Linked DNA regions of Sus scrofa: region 1 is linked to region 2. The links are chromatin contacts, called in public HiChIP or PLAC-seq maps. All regions are on one chromosome and are shown on one strand. The core of a region is the stretch at or near the end of the contact, and the rest is flanking DNA. Distances in the headings are between cores, read along the strand shown.

What was found. HiChIP or PLAC-seq counts read pairs in DNA pulled down with a chosen protein or histone mark.
Region 1: a contact with region 2 is called in an H3K27ac HiChIP or PLAC-seq map of alveolar macrophages. The contact joins two enhancer-like sites.

The regions. Positions count from the first base shown.
Region 1 is chr16:54,168,427-54,173,717 of Sscrofa11.1, forward strand. All of the region lies in intron 22 of DOCK2 (dedicator of cytokinesis protein 2), which reads right to left. Among named protein-coding and RNA genes, the nearest start is that of DOCK2, 78 kb to the right of the region's middle. Within about 2 kb of position 1,900, at least 2 of the 83 cell types and tissues checked have an H3K27ac peak or open chromatin away from gene starts, as enhancers often do. A contact at or near this core is called in alveolar macrophages, where this site is marked.
Region 2 is chr16:53,667,474-53,672,609 of Sscrofa11.1, forward strand. It overlaps LOC110257299 (a long non-coding RNA gene), which reads left to right. Exons shown (of 2, transcript XR_002339731.1): 2 at 1-2,525. It also overlaps a transcript of KCNIP1 not described here. Among named protein-coding and RNA genes, the nearest start is that of LCP2, 27 kb to the right of the region's middle. Within about 2 kb of position 3,793, at least 27 of the 83 cell types and tissues checked have an H3K27ac peak or open chromatin away from gene starts, as enhancers often do. A contact at or near this core is called in alveolar macrophages, where this site is marked.

The DNA of each region.
Region 1 (5,291 bases), core at 650-3,149, 500 kb after region 2:
AGCCTTAGTCTCATCATCTGGGAAAGGGGAAGAGAAATCCCATTCTTTTTGTTTTTCTTTTTTTTGGCCACGGCATGCAATGGCTTGATGTGGGATCTCAGTTCCCAGACCATGGATTGAACCTGGGCCAAAGCAATGAAAGCACCAAGTCCTAACTGCTAGACCACCAGGGAACCCCCTCTGTCCCATTTCTTATTGAAGGAATGCCTACTATGTGCTGGGTACTTTCCTCAGTGCTTAGAGTGCAGCACAGAATAGGCTAAGATGCCTGTCTTTGTGGAATTGACATTCTAGCAGGGAGAGGACAGTCACTGATCAAAACAAAACCATAACTTGTTATTGTATCCTATGTTAATATGTGATTAGTTCCACCAGGAGGAGAATAAAAAACAAAAAGCAGAGTGAAGGGGGAAGGCAATCAGAAGTGCCAGGGGCAGGGGGTGCCTCTGCACATGGGAGGGTGGAGGAGAAGTTTGAACAAAACTGTGGAAGTGGTGGGGGAGGGAGGAAACAGGTGTCTGGGCGTGGGTGCCAAGGCTGCATGGGGAACTTGAGCCATAGCAAGAAGGCTGGTGAGAGTGAGAGAGGAGTAGGAGATGGGGTCAGGAGATGAGATGCTGCACTGTGGAGGCTGATGGAGATAATGCATGAGATGCCTTCGACAAGTAATAATAACCGGGGGCACTTGCCATGTGACAGGCGTTGTGCCGCCTGCCTGAGGTCCCTCAGCTCATTCAGTCTGCACAAAAACCCGGTGGTTGTACCAGCTTACATTCCCACCAACAGTGCAGGAAGGTTCCCTTTTCTCCACACCCCCTCCAGTATTTGTTATTTGTGGACTTATTGATGGTGGCCATTCTGACTGGTGTGAGGTGGTATCTCATGGTAGTTTTGATTTGCATTTCTCTAATAAGAGGGATGTTGAGCATTGTTTCAAGTGTTTGTTGCCCATCTGTGTATCTTCCTGGGGGAAATGTCTCTTCAGGTTCTTTGCCCATTTTTCAGTTGGGTTGTTGGCTTTTTTTGCTGTTGAGTTGTATAAGTTGTTTGTATATTTTAGAGATTAGGCCCTTGCCAGTGGCCTAATAAAAAAGAACAAAATAATGCCATTTGCAGCAACATGGATGGAACTAGAGACTCTCATCCTGAGTGAAGTAAATCAGAAAGAGAAAGACAAATACCATGTGATATCACTTATATCTGGAATCTAATATATGGCACAAAGGAACCTTCCAAAAAGAATCATGGACATGGAGAACAGACTTGTTGTTGAAAAGGGGGAGGGGGAAGGAGTGGGATGGACTGGGAAATTTGGGTTAACAGATGCAAACTATTGCCTTTGGAATGGATAAGCAATGAGATCCTGCTGTATAGCACTGGGAACTCTGTCTAGTCACTTATGATGGAGGATGATAATGTGAGAAAAAAGAATGTATGCATGTATGTGTAAGTGGTCACCATGCTGTACAGTAGAAAAAAAATATACATAAATAAATGATAAAATAAAAGAAAAAACATACGCAAAGAACTTAAAAAAAAAAAAAAAACCTGGTGAGGGTTTTTCCACATCTGGCTGTTTTACAAATGGGGAACCTGAGCTTGGGGCAGATTACAGAAATTTGTCCACAGTCAGAAATTTTAGTAATGGTAGTGGTAGGATACAAATGCAGACTTCGCAGCCAAGTAGCCTGGCTCCAGAGATGGCGCCTTTAACCCCTGAGCTGACAGCCTCTCATAAGCAAAGGGTGGGGGTGAGTGTGGTGAAGGACTGTGATGGCAGAGCCAGAGCAGCCCCAGGAGAGGGATCACGTGGAGGAGAAGGAGGAAGCAGGTCTGCAAGGAGAGCGGAAGGTGTGATGCAAAAGCAAAGACAGGAAAGCCAAGTAGGAATTAGAAAGCTGGGTACAGCACGCACAGCTGCCTGGGCCAAAGGGCCAAAGGGGACTGACCACACACACAGAGGACATGGGAGCAGCAGACACAAGCAGGGCCCACACAGTGGGCCAGCAACACATCCAGATGAATTCATGGAGCTGTAAAAATTCCCTATAGTGCTATCCTCGAAAAGCACAGACACCTGATAAAGTGTCCCCTCCTCCTAAAAAATAAGGAGCAAGGACTGTTTCCAAGAGCATGAACAAACGGTAAGCCAAATTTTGAGAATCAAGACACTAACATTCTCTCTTCCTGATTTAAATGTGCGTCTTTGAAACAAGAACCCTTTTTGTTTTCTAGGTGAAAACATGGTAACAGCTAACATTTATTTTGCTTATGGAATAAACATCAGACACTACATGGAGACTTTATACATATAATTTCATTTCCTCATCAAAACACTAAAAGCAGGTTTATCCTCACTCATGGATGAGGAAGTTGAGGCTCAGAGAGGCCGGGTGACTCACTAGGCCGGGCGCTCACAGGGCTAGGAGTTTCCAGTGCGAGCGCTGAACACCACCGAGCCAGCTGCCCCGCACAGCATGAACATCGCCCCCTGTACCCCAGTCAACAGCAGCACTAGGATTTGGAAGGAACATGGACAAGCAGGAGCAAATGCTATCACTGAATGGGCTCTGGATTGCCTCTCATTTAGACAGTCCTCCTTACAGAGGCTCTGCAGTCTCGTTTCTATGTGCCTGGACAGCAGGAATGGAGCTCTTCAGTGTCCATCTCGTGGACCAGAGAAGCACAGGCTGCCTTAGACTCCAAGTAACTCCACAGGCTCAGAAATGTGGGGGATCAGCTCACGGGTTGTGTGAGCTTCAGGATAAACGGCACTGCAAGGGGTTTTGTAAAGAAGCTCAGTACTCGGAAGATAATCACTGCAGCTTTCTCGGAAGGCCCCTCACTGTGCTCTATACCTCCCAGGGCCTCAGTCATTCCACAAAAGCCTAGCGGATGTTAGTCATATTTATGACCACCCAGCATCTTTTGGCTACACTTCCCAGAATTTAAGAATCTCCTATATTTTGAAGCCTGCTCCCTAGGCCAAAGCTCAAACCTGCTCTTCCAGCTTCCATTGCAACTATGGCACAGGTACGTGCCCAGAGACCACCACCCATTGAGGCTTTGACTCAGGAGCTAGAGATATAAGAACATAAGAAGAGGGGACAGGAACATCACTTTCTTTTTCTGTGTGGTAGAAATGGATGATACTAAAGATAAGATGCCAATCCTTCTCAACAGCTTCTCTTCCTCTTTTACCTAACTGTTATCTTGCCAATTGACACAGGAAAATCTCTAGTTCTTCTAAATGCTCACGTGCAGTATGTGCAAAGAAAACATGGCAAGGGAAAAGCTAACAGGAGCTAGATCAGCTGCACTTGTGCACATGAGGAAAGAAGACAAAGCTGTAACAGGAAACAGAAACACAATACCAGACTCCATAAGCCCCCAAAGCAATAATTATATTATGATTTCCCACCAGCTGGCCTAGAAATCTCAAAGCATTGAATCTTCTATTATCCATTACCAAGTAAAATGCCCTCCTGGTTTGGGGAAATACCCCCATCGCTTCCCAGTGTCCTCCAGGTTCCACTGAAGAGCAAACCACTGTGAAAGATCCTAAAACGAGCAGGACCTACCTTCCCTATTCATGAGAAAAGATCTAATATTATGTCTGGGTTACCATAGAGAGATCCCTGACCAAGTGCCTTCTCCTAGTTCCCCAAATGCACTTCATCCAACAGACATTTTTTGAGTGTCAATGTTCTACATGCTATGCTGGGGGTACAGCAAAGAATAACAGATCATCTCAATCCTTAAAAAGCCCAAAATCACCACTTAGAGTTCCAATAGCACTGAAATTATACCGAATAATGTGCTAGGAGCTCTGTAAAATGATATGCCTTCAGACAAAAGGAAAAAAACAAATGTATAAATGCTCTTTGTTCCAGTGAAGGAAAGAGGCAAAAACTAAGAGAGGTAAGACAGGAAGGAAGAAGGAAGAGAGGAAGGAAGGGAGGAAGGAAGGAAGGAAGGAGGGGAGGGAGAAAGGGAAGGAGAAAGGAGAAATAAATCAAAATGACAAATTGAGGCATGAGATATGATACATGGAAAAGATACATTCTCCTTGTATATCTGAAGTTATCATTTGGAGATGCAATAAGATATCATTGCCCAATATGGAATTACAATGTTTGAATCCTCAAACCGCTGCAATAATTCAACTCTTAGAAAAACCCACAACTGACTTTCAAATAATTGACAAGTATTGCTTGACCTTGGAAGAATACCCCTAGACTTCAATACACGGTCACTGCAAAACCCACAACTGACTTTCAAATAACTGACAAGTATTGCTTGACCTTGGAAGAATACCCCTAGACTTCAATACACGGCCACTGCCTTGACTATCTGACAAAACAGAGGAGCTGAAATAGATACTTGATTTTTAGAAGAGCCTAAGTGACATGTGCTTTGTGACATGGTTCAAGACACTCATCTCTATTCATCAAGAGAAACATCAAATAATTTTCCTAAAAAGGAGAATCCCGAGTGATTATCCATTTCAGATGCTTCTGGGTATGAAGCATTCTTAACCCATCCATTGTCTTGATCAAAATGATGGTTTACTGAGTTCTACTTCCTCTAGGGAAACCACCTCTCTAACTACACAAGTTTATACCATAAGTTAGCCTGACCTGTGGCTCCAGAGGTGAGCATGTGACCATAAGCATCTAATATGCATATTTATTCCCCTGGTCACACCGTTTAAGACATTAGCACATGACACAAGACAGTTCTTGGCACGAGATTCTGCTGGAACAACAAAGAACCTATAGTTGCTTAAGCTAGTAGAATACGAACCTGAGGTTCCAGTGGTTTCCACACTGGAAAACTTTCCTCAGAAAGCAACCAACAAAAGGAAAGCAGAGCCAAGATCTAGAGAGATAAGAGACTACCTCAATGACACTAAGCATCTGGATCTAGTCGTGCCTAGGGCCAACGACCCTCAGGATTTTTCAATAATGCGAAATAAAGTCCTATTTCTCCCTGAGTCAGCTTGAGTTGAGTGTTTGAGTGTTCTCTGTTTGCATTGATAAGCATCCTGACAATGCATTTCTTGTATGCTCCTTCTTGTTTCTTATCACATGCAACCAACCTGGTCATACGCAAAACCAATTCCCTGCCTAACTTTGCCTTGTAGCCAGGATGAACAGAAATTGTCACTTTGTACGCTGCATTGGAATGCTTCCATCTCTAAAGCCCTTCCCCCTATTTTTTTTTATTAAAGTATATATAGTTGATTTACAATGTTTCTTCAATTTCTGTTGTACAGCCAAGTGACCCCA
Region 2 (5,136 bases), core at 2,543-5,042:
GTCTTTCTCAGCCATATGTAAAAAGTGAGAATGTCTGGAGTTCCCTTGTGGGTTAAGAACCGGGCGTTGTCCCTGTGGCAACACGAGTGGCTGCTGTGGGGTGTGGGTTTGATCCCTGGCTCAGGAACTTCCGCATGCCACAGACCCAGCCAAAAATAAGAGTGAGGCTGTTTGTGGTCCTTCGCTCATGCGTTCAGTGCGTGCCAGTTACAAGAAGAAACCATCACTTGTTTCCTTGTCGAATAATGTACTAATATGATTCATAATATTATAACAGCACTGTGGGGTAGGAATACTTCGACTTTCCAGATGAGAGAACCAAGGCTCACAGAGGTTAGGGAACGAGGCTCAGCCACGGAGCTGGTCAGTGGCAGATCCTGGGTTCCAGCTGGGGGTTGCATGGTCCAGGGCTTGCTTCTGTGTCTAACACTTCAGCTCCAGCTGGCAGGGTGGCGTCAGGAGGACAGGGATATTGAGCAGATAGGGGACATGAGGCACTCCACACAGGTCAGCCTTTGACCTGGGCCTCCAGGGTGAGTGAGTTTCGGTGCCCGGACTACCATAGTTTTCAACCACAGAAAAATCCAGAAGGTATAAGTTGCCCTGTAGGCCAGGGGCAAGGGCTCTGGGACCTTGCTGCTTAGCTGGTCCTAGTTCTTATGGAACTTTCCCAGATCACTAGTCACTTGCTGTGGGGGTGCTTTCCTTAGTAGTAGAGAAGGACAAATTCCTCTTAAATAACTTTTCCTTCTTTTCAAATCTTATTTGTGACTTTTAAAAATATTCAAGAACTGGCACACTTTTTTTTTTTTTCTTTTTTGGCTGCACCCAGGGCATATGGAAGTTCCTGGGGCCAGGGATGGAGTCCGAGGCTCAGCTGCGGCAATGCCAGACCCTTAACCCACTGCACCACAGCGGGAACTCCAAGAATTGTCACACTGTTTCTTTCTCTTGACCCTTTTGAGTTTTGGTCTTTTCCCTCTCTCATCTCTGTCTCTCTGGCTGTCTCGGTGTCGTGCTTCTGTCTCTCTCTCTTGGCTTGAGAACACTGAGTACGTGGATCCTGACATCGGGGGAAACGTAGCCCTCCTGCTGTCCCACACCGCCTTCCCCAAGCCCCTCTACTCAGGGCTCAGTGGCCACCTGGGCCCAGCGCCAGCTGAGCACAGTGGCGAGGGCATCATTTTAAGGATTGCTGTCATTTTCCCCAGCCTCAGAAACTCTTAGCTAAGCCTCCCACCTCACGTTCCTAAATGTAAATAAACACATGCCCAGCTGGGAAAAGCAAGATCGTACACTGGCTGTGTTTCTGCAGAGCAGTGCTTCTTAACCCACTGTTCAGCTTCCTGCCTGGAGTGGGCAGAGAGGAGAGAAGAGAGAGGACCAGGAGAGTGGGAGGAAAAAGAGAACAAGCAGAAGGCAGGGGAGAACGAGAGAAGGGGGACCGAGGGGGAGGAGAGGCTGAGGGAAGCCCCCACGAGAGCCACTCCCACCTCTTTGATACCCCAGGTAGAGTAATGAGGTTTCCCATTTTGCTGACAAATAAACTGAGGCTGCGGGAAACTCAATGTCAGTACTAGGAGAGGGCAGAATGTCCTCCACAGTTAACAACGGTGCGGCAAGGGCAGGGAGACAGGGAGTTTCTGAGCTCCCTAAACCCCAGGAACTATAAACCACATTCTGCATCATCTCTCTTCCTGCTGGCAGAACAGAACTGGCCTCCGAGTCCAAACCCGCTGTTCTGCTGATCTAGCTTTGTGCGGCAGATGCATTTGGGGCTTCTGCCGTTTCCCTGAGAAACAGTGTATTTCCTGGGGAGTGAATGCCATCATTGACTCTTGTCCTTTTCAGTGTTGGGGTCCACCCCACGAGGAACACCTGGACCCCACTTTGCTCAAGAGGAAAGATCATGCAGTGATGTCATAACCTTAGCGGGAAACAGTCGCCACATAGGATCTAAGCAGGGGCCAAGGGTGTCGATGAAGCATTCTGGAGAAGCCACACGGGTTTTTTTCCCCAGCCTCACCATATAAGGGACAGAGGCGAGCCCAGCCTTTCCGCCTCTGAGCACATGCCTGTGCGTCTCCTGGCACCACTCACAGCACCGGTGATGCTCGAAGCAGCAGCATCAAGATCTTCGCAACATCAGGCCGGCCAAGGGCTCAGAGGCGAATCTGGCTTTCAGCCTTTCTGCCACCATTTGCTAGGGCCCATCTCCTCTGGCTGTGGACCGGGAGGTGGGGAGGGGACAAGGGAGCAAGGTGGCTCTGCCCTCTGCCAGGGTAAGCACACGAAAACTGCACTTAATCCAGGGGCCCAGGAGCTCATTCAGTTTCATTTCTTGAGTTTCAGGTTATCTGAGTGGAAACCCTCCTTAGCTCCTTGCCTTGGGAGTGGAGGGATCTTTCTGAGACAGCACAGCCTTGGCACTGAACTTGGAAAAGTCAGTGGTCAGGACTCTGAACTCAGAATGACCCGACGGGTACCCATGCCAGAACCCACGCAGTAAAACCTTTTCTTTTCTCATAAGCCCTTGCTTAGATTGTGTTTGTCATGTTCTCCTTCCCCCGAAAAGTCAGACGTGGGCGTTTACCTCCTCTGGGTTCAGTGAAGTGTCTTCTGTTTACTGAATGACTGTCTGAATATCTCTTCTTCCTGTGGTTTGGGCTGGGCAGTGCCGTTTTGCGTTGATGGACTGACACCCGCCCACTTGCCCACACTGGGCATCTGTGGCTGACCGAAGCCCTCTAAGCCCTGAGACAGGCACTGGGCCCTGAGGGATGTTGGGCAGGCCCCTCTGATCACCAGATGGTCACAGCAGCCTTCATATGACCTGGGAGGAAAGGGCAGCAGGCAGGGCTGGGCCCCCAGGACAGTGCTTGCAGTCAAAGGCCACCAGCTTTGCTGGGCTTGTCTCTCTCCTCTCTGCCCCTTTCAAGGATGGTAGGCAGCCTCCAGGTGGCTCCCAGGGACCAGGCAGCATCATTTCCACCTGAGAAAGGCAAGGAAACCAGATGCCTGATCTGAGTCTTCCCGAAGACTCCTCTTCCCCATCCCCAAGGAGCCATGGGGGCAACTCTCATGGGTCTGGGGAGGGTCTAGTCCCAGCAGGGCCCGACCTCTCCTGGCACCATGATGTTTCATGGGGAGACCACTCCTCCATCTCTTTGCTCAGTCTGAGCTGATCTGAGCACAAGGAGAGCATCAGGTGAGCAGCAGATCTGACCACCCTTCCTGATGGACCAACCAAGATGGAAGAAAGGGTTGCAGGAGGATGGCGGTGATGAGAACATGCCCTGAACTTCTTCTTTATTCCCTCCCCAAAGGCAGCAGCGCCTGGAGGAAAGTTTGAAAGTGCCCATAACCAGCTGTGGTGCCAGATATTAAAGAGCACAGTTTCCCTTCTCAGTTTTCCCCTCTGCACATAAGCCCGCGCACACGCGCTCACACACACACACACACTCTCCCCTCTCCATCACTCTGTGACCTTGGGCACACTCCTCTGAGGAACCCACACCATTCATCTCGGCCCTGCTTCCCCAAACTTCCCTCTTCCACCGTCCACACAGCACCACGTGGCACCGAGCCCCGCAGGCATCAGCTCTTGACCAGAAACACAGGCCTTTGCCAGGAACAAGGGCAGCCTTGACCCTCAAGACGGCGGAGCTGTTCCCAAGCCCCAGCGCAGACGTGGGAATTTCCCGCAAGGTCAGGACCATGTCTCCTTCTCAGCAACCCCTCGCGGCCCCCAGGAGTGAGAGGGAGGTCTTATGTCCCCGAAGAAAACGGAATTGCCTGTGACTCATACCCAGCCCTGCTGGTTGAGAAACCTACTTCCTGGGGTTGGGGGGAGGGAAGGTGTGTGTGTGTGTGTGTGTGTGTGTGTGTGTGTTCTGGGTGTGTGTGTGTGTGTGTGTGTGTGTGTGTGTGTGTGTGTTCCGCTGTTCGCCTCCTGGTAAAACAGGACAACTTGCCGAGCTTTCTTCGGACCAGACCTTTCAGAAAACCAGCTCCCAAGCCATCGAACCCCCTTGCTAGATGATCCCATGTGGCCCAAAGTCTATTTGGACATTGTTTCAAAGGGCGAGACAGAAATAACTAAAGGAGAACAAAAACTAATTCAGTGACAATGACTTACTGCTCTCACGATAATTAGTTAGAAAGCTGAATGATCTGCTCCTGCACCACGTGGGGATGGGGAGGGTACCCTATAGGCCCCACGTTCAAGAAGGCCCTCAGAGGCTGCCCCTGGGCTCCCAGTTCCATCCTCCTTCTCTAAGCCTTGGGGAGAGCCACGGTGCCTCCTGCAGGCTCTGCCACTTGTTTTGAGTTGTGGCTCTGCCCCCCGGTGGGACGATCCAGGTTGCCATGCTGGATCTTGAAGGAAAGAGAAGTGAAGCGATTTCAGTTTCTGTTTTTTGTTTTTTTTTGGTTTTTTTTTCTTTTGCTGTTGTGGCAAAAGGGAAATATCAACTTGGATATAAACAAAATGGGGAACTGAGACTCATCACATGATTTTTGCCGTTTTCTCACTTTGGTAGCACAGGCGCAAAGAACAAAGGTGCCTTCTAATAGCATCATTTAACTTTTAGGCAGTGACATCACTGTTTGTTTAAAGAAACAGCAAGTAATGTTGAAACCTGTTATCTTACCAACCTATCTTATCTACTCTTTCCCTCCAAACCAATGACATGGTACTTGTGTCTGAAAGTCATGTGAGAAATCGAGGCGGAGTGGTGAAGAGGCTTGTCCAAGGTCATTCACGTAGAGATATGTGTGCTTGAGAAAGGATCCCAAATCTGCTCCGTTGCCAAAGTGTGTTTTCCCGATTCTCGAACTGTCTGGCTCTCCTCTCTGACCATCCTCTATGTCCTCACTCTTCACCCAGGAGCTCTGAGTATTGCAAGGGAACCAGCCCTGGACCAGGAGGTGAGGGCTAGCCTTGGGCTATTTTTAGGCAGGGCTGCTCACTGTCCTTCTGCCTGGATTTGGAGATGGGACCTGGGACCAAGGCGGTCATCAGCTTGTCCAATGCAACGTGCCCGGAGCTCAGGACAAAGGCTGTCTTACATGACACCATCCAGGTGGTTAGAAGCGGGACCAGGTAAATGCGGCACTGAGGGCTCGATACAGAGA